Linked DNA regions of Cricetulus griseus: region 1 is linked to region 2. A link is a contact called in public Hi-C data. All regions are on one chromosome and are shown on one strand. Each heading gives the region's core, a stretch centred on a gene start, on an enhancer-like site or on the middle of the called end of the contact. The rest is flanking DNA. Distances are from core to core; before and after follow the strand shown. Region 1 overlaps Cnga4 (cyclic nucleotide-gated cation channel alpha-4). Region 2 has its middle 19 kb from the start of Cavin3.

Region 1 (4,626 bases), core at 1,628-4,127, 55 kb after region 2:
CACACACACACACACACACACACACACACACACTGAAATAATAAAGCTAAAAAACTTTTAAAGTCTGAGCAAGTGTTTCCACTGTCCAGTCAAGTCCATAGTTCCCTCCAATATTATCCTTGCCCTTCAAAGTCCATTTCTCCCTGGCTATTTCCCCTAGTTTTTGAAAGTAATGTAATTCTGAAGCCTGAAAGAGGGTTGTAACGGGAGGAAGAACCTGGCACCCTCTGCTGTCTAGATCTGGTACTGCCAGAAGAGCCCACAGGAGCGAGACAGCTATAGCCTCCAGATGCTCCTTGGCAAAATCACAGATAGAGGGACATGACTAACAGTGATAGATGACTAGATGACGGTCATTATGGGAAAATCTTTATCTACCAGGTACTGGTGGGAAGTTTATATTCATAAATAAATTCACATTTTATGTCTCTAGCATTTGCTTTCAAAAGCTCAGAAAGATTTTGTAGAACAGGCTGAGGGGTTCCCAGCTAGTAAGCACTACTTCAGAAGCAAACCTCAAGTCTGACTGGATACAATTATATGCTCTGTTCCACTGGCTATATTTCAGTCCAGCTTAACAGGTTCCCTGACTTGAGCCATAATTTTGATCCCAGCTTGACAACCCATCTCTGATTCCAGACTCAAGCCTAACGCCCCCTGAGCCCCGAGCAAGAATCCATCCACTTTTCACCCCCTGTTCTTAGAGTTTGCATTAGCTCTTACCTAAGGGTGGATGGCTCGTCTCCATGTCACTCTGATTCCTTCCCAAGCTTGAGAAGTTATTTTCATATGTCTTTCAGGGCCAGCAGCCAAACACAAAGAAATAAAGAAAATAGAAAGAAAGAGGGAGGGAGAGAGAGGAGAGGGTAGCATGGGCTGATACATATATATTTTTTCTGCAGGACAGTAGCTAACTGGAAAAATAGGAGGGGTGAACACCTTCAGTTTTAGCCAGGCTAAGGTATTTTGCAGTTTTGACTCTTGAAGAGAAGACGATGAGGCCTCAGGTCTGCTGGAAGGGATGACTCCTAAGCCCTTGACATATTTTGACACTGGTGCAAATCTAGCAGCACACATGATGAAAGTGTGTAGATGCCGGCCCTTTGTCCAGTGTAGCAGGTGGATTCTGCCTTTGTGGCTGTATCCTTGAGATCACACTTCAACACCCTGGGCAGCCTTGTCTGTGGGTCACAGCTTTGCTTTGCAGGAATGCCTTGGTCTCCCCTGGTTACCACAGTGACTGATCAAAAGCACTGTTCTTTGCAAAGGAAGGAGCTTGAATGGCTTTAGCCCCAAGCTGAGATTATCTCTTTCCTTTACAAATAAATAAAAAAGACAAACCTAGGTGTCCTTTCATCTGACTTAGGAGCCCAGTGATTTGGGGTATGCTATTTAGCCCCATAGTCTCAGTTTCTTCATTTAAATATGGAGATAATAATGATATCCTTCTCGTATGGTTGTAAGGATGAACTGAGGCAATGCACGTGGCTTAGAACCTGTCATGAAGTCATGAGCATAACAATAAACTTCCTAGCATTGTTACAAGAACAAAAGAGTAAAACATATGTATAGCAGTCACCAATGCCTCCTTAAGAGTGTGAAAAATACTATACATACCTTAGTTTTACAAATTTCATTGAAGTGTCTAGTCATCTAACTTTCAGAGGATTTGACCTCAGTTGTATTTTATGAATTCCTTTCTGTTTTCTCGCCCCTAACTTAGGGTCTTGCAAGTCTCTGGCCATCTGGGCAGAGTCTATCGACTTCTGGCAGGGCTGGCTGAGATGTGCTTGGTTCAAGCTTACACACTTTTAGGTGGTGCACTCTGAGGCTCCAGTGCCTCATGACACTGTGGTCATTCTCTAGTTTCCAAAAGACTCTACTCCAAGTTCATCCTATTCTATGTCGTCTGTGAAAGTGGGATCCAACGTGCTTCCTCCCAAGAGTGTATAATAGAAATAACAGAAATGTGGCCGTTATTACTTTTGTCTTCTGAATATGGCAAAGGGTGCTTTGCAGGGTATAATTAAAATTAATAGTTGGCTAACCTTGAAACAGAGAAATTATTCTGAATTATTCAGGCTGACTTGGCCTAGTGTGGGGCTCCATGAAGAAGGGCCTGTTGTGGAATATTTAACTATGTAAAGATGTTTTACATTTGCTTATGCTGTAGAGTATTATTTTAACTGTGTAAAGATGAGTTATGTTTGTTTATGCTGCATTTGTTTAATTGTACAAAGATGTGTTACATTTGTTTAATTATGTAAAGATATGTTGCTGTTTCACCTTGTCTGCCTAAGGTACCTGATTGGTCTAATAAAAAGCTGAATAGCCAATAGCTAGGGTAGAGAGGGATAGGTGGGGCTGGTGGGCAGGAAGAATAAGGTAGGAGGAAAAATAAGGCTTGAGAAGTGGGAAGAAGAAAATGAGAGAAAGAAAGAAAGAGACAGGCAGATGGCCAGAAGCCAGGCAGCCTCCAGCCAGCCAGACACAGAGTAGAGAGAAAGAAAGGGAGAAGGAAAGAAAGGAAGGAAGAAAGGCCAAAAGCCCTGAAGCAAAACATAGATAAAGAGAAACAGATTAAAATAAGAGCTAAGATAAGACCAATAATAATAAATCTCAGTGTCGTGAATTGGGAGCTGCTTGGTTGCTCAAAAGAAAAAGCCTGCTACCAGAGCCTTTCGTTTGCTTGGTCCTAGAAGTGGGATGTTTGGGTAAAAAGGTGGGGAGGGGTGCTTAAAGGAGGCATGCATCAGAAAACTAAAGAGCTAAGTCCTACAATCATGAGGGACAAACCCTCCCAAGAGCTGGGGTGAATCTGGAAGCAGAGTCTTCCCTGGAGCTAAGAGCCCAGCCCAGCTGACAGCAGAGCAGAGCCTAGATCTGAGTCACACACTGTGAGGCAATAAGTGGTGCTGTTTTAGGCTGTGAAGTTTGTGGTAAGATGCTGCAGCAAGGGGAAAAAAATAACAGAATCAAATCTTCAATTCCTGTTCCTTTAATTAGTCCTAAGGAATATTCTACCTTCCTACAGCATTGGGCTTCTATGTTTATGCTCTCCTCACTTTGTTATCAAATGTATATGTGTGCATGTGTACCTACTATGTACCAGGCAGTTTGGGCTGTGGCAACATAAAGATGAATGAGATAAACCCAGTGCCAAGCTTATGAACCTTAAATTTTATTAACAAATCACAAAATAATTACATATCTTAAAATGTTTTAAAGTGCAATAGCCCTCTTAATCTCTCCTGATAATGACAATTACCATTCACTTATATCCCTAAGTTACACATCAGGTTCGTTTAACATTACCTGGCACAGCTCAGACCTGAAGTCTGGCAATGCCCTGACACAGCTGAAGTGGTGACCTAGAGTGAATGTAGTTCAGACATTATATCTGGCTTGTTTTCCTATAGCTCCACCAGCATGCCTCCTCTAAATGTACCAAGGTCACCCCAACACTCCCAGGGCAATCATCATTCTCTGTGATTGTGGGTTAAGTGAGTATAAGTCATAGTTATGCTTATGAGAATGTATGTGTGTGCAGAAGACATAAACATTTTCTGTGGAACTCAATCTTGAGCCAGTGAGGGTGTATGTGTGTGTGTGTGTGTGTGTGTGTGTGTGTGTGTGTGTGTGTTCTGGTGAGTATGGGACGAATGTATGCTATAACCCACATCTCTACCTAGGCATCTATAGACCAGTTTACCTAAGACTGTGTGACCTAGCAAATAGGATGATAGTTCTGAAGGCAAACTTTCCTACCATTCTGGATTCACTTGGAGCTGGGAGGCCTGTGTTCAGGATGAGGTCATTCTATGCCTGAGGATCCCTCCTGGCCAGCTTTTCCCTCTCCATCCTTGGAAGTTCCTTCCCCAGGCTCAGCCTCATCATCAGCCTCAGCCACGTCCTCTGGCATTGGCCACTCTCGAGTCTGCCACTCTAGCCTTTCGATGCGGTAAGCAATCTTCAGTGCGCTGGACTCCAGCTCAGCTAGTAGGCGAGCAAACTTTGTCTGTAGATCATCCAGCTGCTGGTCGAGGCCCTTTAGCCGAGACTCTGTGGCCTCCTGGAGAGCAATCTCAGCTGCTTCAGCATTCACATCCAATTTATTCATTTTGAGTAAGATCTCACGGCCCTTCTCCTCCATGACAGCCTGGGCCTGTGGATACTCACTCAGCACCTCCCGCAGATCCTCCTTGCTGAGGCAGAATAGGTCTGAATAACCTAGGCTCTTGATGTTGGCTGTTCGTCGGTTTCCTGACATGTTCCCTGTGGTCCAAGGGCAGACAGATGTAGGGAGGGACAGGAAGGTGGCATTTCACTCTGGAACCAGGATATAACCTCCATTCTGGTGCTTCTGACTCTCTTTTTCTGCTTTATTCATTTATTTAGTAATGTGCTGTGACCAAGCCCTGTGCTTATCATTAACCTGCTTTGATAGATGTTTAGTGGGTGAGTTGTATCACAACACGGCTGGTGCAGTAACTTTCAGCTGGTCTGCTGGCACTTCCTCTAGAGCCCATGGGACACATCTGCTTTGTTTTCTAAGACTCCACCCCACCCACTGACCTTGGCTCAGCTCCTCCTCAGGGAACAGATAATCCATATCCTGCTTCTTGC
Region 2 (4,676 bases), core at 695-3,194:
AAAATAGCTTTCTGTTTCTAATTTGTAAATAAATATACATACTTTAACTACTGGTTGTCAATACAAAACTGTGTCTTTTAAAAGACAGGTGGGGCTTTTAACAATGGGGAAATGATTGGTTTAAGGATATAAAACTGCAGTTGGACAAGAGGCATGGACTCTCTGAAGTTTTGAGGTCTACTGAGAGCATGATAAATATGGTTGATAACAATATGCTATATTTTAAAAGTTGTGAGATAGTATACTTTAAGTGTTCTCAAAACAAAAATGATGAATATGTGTGATATAACATGTTAATTGGTTTAATTTAGCCATGCCATTGTGAACATACTGTATTCTGTATCATAATTGTGCATGACTTTATTTATGAACTAAATAAATGAATGAAAAAAAAGACAGGATTAGGAATTGGAGAGATGGCTCAATGGTTAAGCGTACTGGTTACTCTTGAAGAGGATCCTAGTTCAAGTCTCAGTACCCACATAGTGACTTACAGCTGTCTGTAACTCCAGTTCTAAGGGATCTGATACCTTCTTGTGACTTCTGTGGACACCAAGCACACATATGGTACACACACACACACACACACACACACACACACACACACACACACACACACACGAATGCACGCACGCACGCACGCACGCGAGCGCACACACATGCACGTGTCTATACAAGGCTAAACATCTACATATAAAATCTAAAATGCTAAGAAACAAAATAAAAGGTAGGATTATGATAGATTTGTATTTGAGAGCCTCCTGTTTCTGCTCCTGAGACATGCTGGGATTATAGACATGCACCACTGTGCCTGGCTCAGTTGTATATTCCTTAATCAAGCTGTTTATAACTTTTGAGATAGGAATATGAGCAGAAGGACCTGTGAGATGGCTCAGTGGGTGGAGGTGCTTGCTGCCAGCCTAGTGATTTTGAGTTCTATTCCTGAGACCCACATGGTGGAAGGAAAGAACTGACTCCAGCAATTTCTCCTCTGACTTCTACACTCTTCTCATCACATGTGAGTGCAAAACATACATACAAATCACATGTGAGTGCAAAACACACATGCAAGTCACATGTGAGTGCACAAATACACATACAAATCACATGTGAGTGCACAAACACACATACACAAATAAAAGTTTAAAAAACATATGTAGAAAACTTAAATGAAGAATTATATCATTTAAGCACAAATTTTAGCTTTTACTGATTCTTCTTTCTTTTGACATCTACAGGCACATGCATAACCCAGGAAACTTTTACTGTAGTCAGGCAATGAACACATGAGACAGCATGGCAAACAAAAACACTGCATCCACAAAAATGACATATTGTAGAGCTCCTAAAATGACTAAAAATAATTTAAAAAGTGTGGCAAACTCTCAAAATTCAGTGGTCAAAAATACTAGAAAATCAAACCATTTACAAGCATGATCACAGCTATCTTTTAAAAATCAAAATATGTATAAGAGAAAAGATTAGCTTAAATGTCAATAGTGGTGAGCCACATACTTTCTTCTTTCTCTTTTTCCCTTAGTTTCTCAGTCAAATTAGGTTTGCAATGAGCATATATTTGATAAACCGTGAAGAGTAAATCTTAAAAAATTATGTTAAGCAACACACTGAAAAATAGACCCCCAAGTAAACAAAAAGCATTAACATGAATGTGAAACCTTAAGAGTATAAAGTAGGTGAACGCTGAGGGGGTTCTATGCCAAGGTGTGCAGCAGTTCAAGGGGAGCTGAAGAGGCTTCATTTATCACCAGTGCCTTGTTCGATTATAGAGGGCGGTGAATTGAGACTGGAAATTTTATTTTTCTAATATTTACACATCAAGAACTCTCAGATTGTGCTGAGAAGCACAAAACCACAAAGAGCCTGTGTCACGCAGCCAGTCATCCCTCCCTGATACAGCCTTAATAATGGAGCTATTCTACATTCCAGCTGAGCGGGCTCGTCCTCATCACATCAGCACTTGAGGGAAAATAAAACGGCAGGCACCCGAGTTAGTCATAGGAAGCTAAAGCTAAATTAAGAGGTGACAGGATGGAGGCGGCGGTGATGGCATGAATCCCAAGTACTGGCTTGTAAGGCATAAACACTTTGGATTTAAATGGAGACCCAAAAGACCAGAGTCTTCACTGGAATAAAACAAGACAAGATGGCAACGGTCTATCTCTGTACCATCATATAAATTCACCAATCCCTTGAGTTCTCAATATAGCATACCAAAGCAATTTCCCAGAAAGTAAGCTTGCTGGGGCTAAAGAGATCTAAGAGATCTGCCTCTGCAATCCTGACCAGTTTGGATCCCAGCACCTATATAACAAACCAGACATTCCTGAAAATGCCTGTAACTTCAGTTCCCAAAGGGTGGAAACAGGAGGATCTCTGAGGCATGCTGACTTCCAGTCTAGCTGAGACACAATCCCTTGTGTTCAGGGACAGTCCTTACCTCAAAGGAACAGGTAGTGAGTGACAGAGGAGCACTCTTGACACCCTCTTTTGGACTCCACATGTGCACACATATGAATGCTTACACACACACACACACACACACACACACACACACACACACAATAAGTCTTTTGAATGTAAGCTTTCTATCTTCTCCTTTCACCCTGCTCCTTTTCTTCCATTAACTCTATCTCCATTGTCTCCATTCTTAATTGTATGCCATAGGCAAATAGTTCACAAATCGAAGCTGGCTGTGCAACATTTCCTGTCTGGCTGCCACAATAATAGTTAAGAATCCCATCACATCTTGTATGAACTCTTGAAACCATCTCTATAGAGAATCTATTCTATATTCTATTGAGTCAAGTATTACTCTCGATTTTCCTTTCTTTTAGCTAAAGCAGCATTTTTTTCTTTAGATTTTTCTTGTTTTGTAATCTTTTTTTGTTACATTCTTTATTATTATTATTATTATTATTATTATTATTATTATTATTATTAATTCAAGTTAGGGAACAGGCTTGTTTCACATGTAATTCCCCTCTCCCTCTCCCTCCCCTCACCCCCATTCCTTCTCCCCCACCTCCAACCTACCCCCCACCCCATCCACCCACCACTCCCCAGGCAGGGTAGGGCCCCCAACCGGGGCTCCACCAAGTCCACCAAATCTTCCTGTGCTGGGCCTAGGTCCCTCCCCATGTGTTCAGAGACAGAGTGCATCCCTTCAAGTAGGATGGGCTCTCGAAGTCCCCCCCACACACCAGGGCAAAACACCAGTCCACCTCCGGAGGCTCCCAGGAGTGCAGGGGCCTCCCCATTGGCATCCATGATCAGGGGCTGGATTAGTCCCGTACTGGCCTCCCAAAGAGCGTCTGGGGTCGATATGCTTTCCCTTTTTCAGGCCAACTGTTTCTGTGGGTTTCTCCAACCTGGTACAGACCCCTTCGTTCTTCATTCCTCCCTCTCTTCAACTAGGTTCCAGATTTCAGCTCAGTGTATTTCTGTGGATGTCTGTCTCTGCTTCCATCAGCCACAGGATGAGGACTCTAGGATAGCATAGAGAGTTGTCATCAATCTCATTCTAGGGGAAGGGCTTCTAGGCCATCCTCTCCTCCACTGCCCGGACTATCAGATTGTGTTATCCTTGTAGGTCTCTGGAGATCTTTCTAGTTCCAGATCTCTTCTCAGACCTATAGCGGCTCCCTCTGATATGGTATCTCTCATCCTGCTCTCTCTCCTCTATTCTTCCCCCAACTCAATATATCTGCTCCTCCATTTCTTCTCCTCTCCTCTTCTTCTTGTGCTCTTATTATGGTAGCACCCACTCCCCTACCCTCATTCTCCCAATTAGCTCGGGAGTTCATGCCACTTCCATTCCTGGGGTCCATTTATCCCTTAGAGTCATTCATGATTTCTAGTTTCTTTGGGGAAGAGGATTATAGGCTGGTAAACCTTTGCTCTATGTCTAAAAATCATATATGAGTGAGTACATACCATGTTTGTCTTTTTGTGATTGGGTTACCTCACTCAGGATGGTTTCTTCTAGTTCCATCCATTTGCCTGCAAATTTCAAGATTCCATTGCATTTTTCTGCTGAGTAGTACTCCATTGTATAAATGTACCACATTTTCTCTTTCCATTCTTCAGTTGAGGGGCATCTAGGTTGCTTCCAGGTTCTGGCTATTACAAACAATGCTGCTATGAACATGGTTGAACATATGTCCTTGTTGTATGGACATGCAGTATTTGGGTATATACCCAAGAGAGGAATGGCTGGATCTTGAGGTAGATTGATTCCCATTTTTCTGAGCAACCGCCATACTGATTTCCAAAGTGGTCTTACAAGTTCACACTCCCACCAGCAATGGAGGAGTGTTCCTTCTTCTCCGCAACCTCTCCAGCATAGGTTGTCATTGGTATTTTTGATTTTAGCCATTCTGACAGGTGTGAGGTGGTATCTCAGAGTTGTTTTGAGTTGCATTTCTCTGATGGCCAAGATTTTGAGCACTTTCTTAAGTGTCTTTCAGCCATTTCAGATTCCTCTGTTGAAAAATCTCTGTTTAGTTCTGCACCCCACATTTTAATTTCATTGTTTGGTGTTTTGGTGGCTAGCTTCTTGAGCTACTTGTATAGTTTGGAAATCAGTCCTCTGTCAGATGTGGGGCTGGTGAAGATCTTTTCCCATTCTGTGGGTGGTCGTTTTGTCTTACTGACTG

Evidence for each region. Hi-C and Micro-C count contacts between places; a contact is called where the count stands out from the background.
Region 1: a Hi-C map of the CHO-K1 cell line shows a contact between it and region 2, with 4 times the contacts expected there. The contact joins two enhancer-like sites. A contact is called at or near these places in 3 of 8 Hi-C or Micro-C datasets (the CHK-Q cell line, the CHO-K1 cell line and fibroblasts).

What each region holds. Positions count from the first base shown.
Region 1 is chr3:94,285,799-94,290,424 of CriGri-PICRH-1.0, forward strand. Cnga4 (cyclic nucleotide-gated cation channel alpha-4) reads right to left here. Exons shown (of 7, transcript XM_027404933.2): 7 at 3,161-4,275. The coding sequence ends at 3,815. Among named protein-coding and RNA genes, the nearest start is that of Cnga4, 7.4 kb to the right of the region's middle. Within about 2 kb of position 2,878, at least 4 of the 6 cell types and tissues checked have open chromatin away from gene starts, as enhancers often do. A contact at or near this core is called in the CHO-K1 cell line, where this site is marked.
Region 2 is chr3:94,231,562-94,236,237 of CriGri-PICRH-1.0, forward strand. No RefSeq gene overlaps it. Among named protein-coding and RNA genes, the nearest start is that of Cavin3, 19 kb to the left of the region's middle. Within about 2 kb of position 1,945, at least 2 of the 6 cell types and tissues checked have open chromatin away from gene starts, as enhancers often do. A contact at or near this core is called in the CHO-K1 cell line, where this site is marked.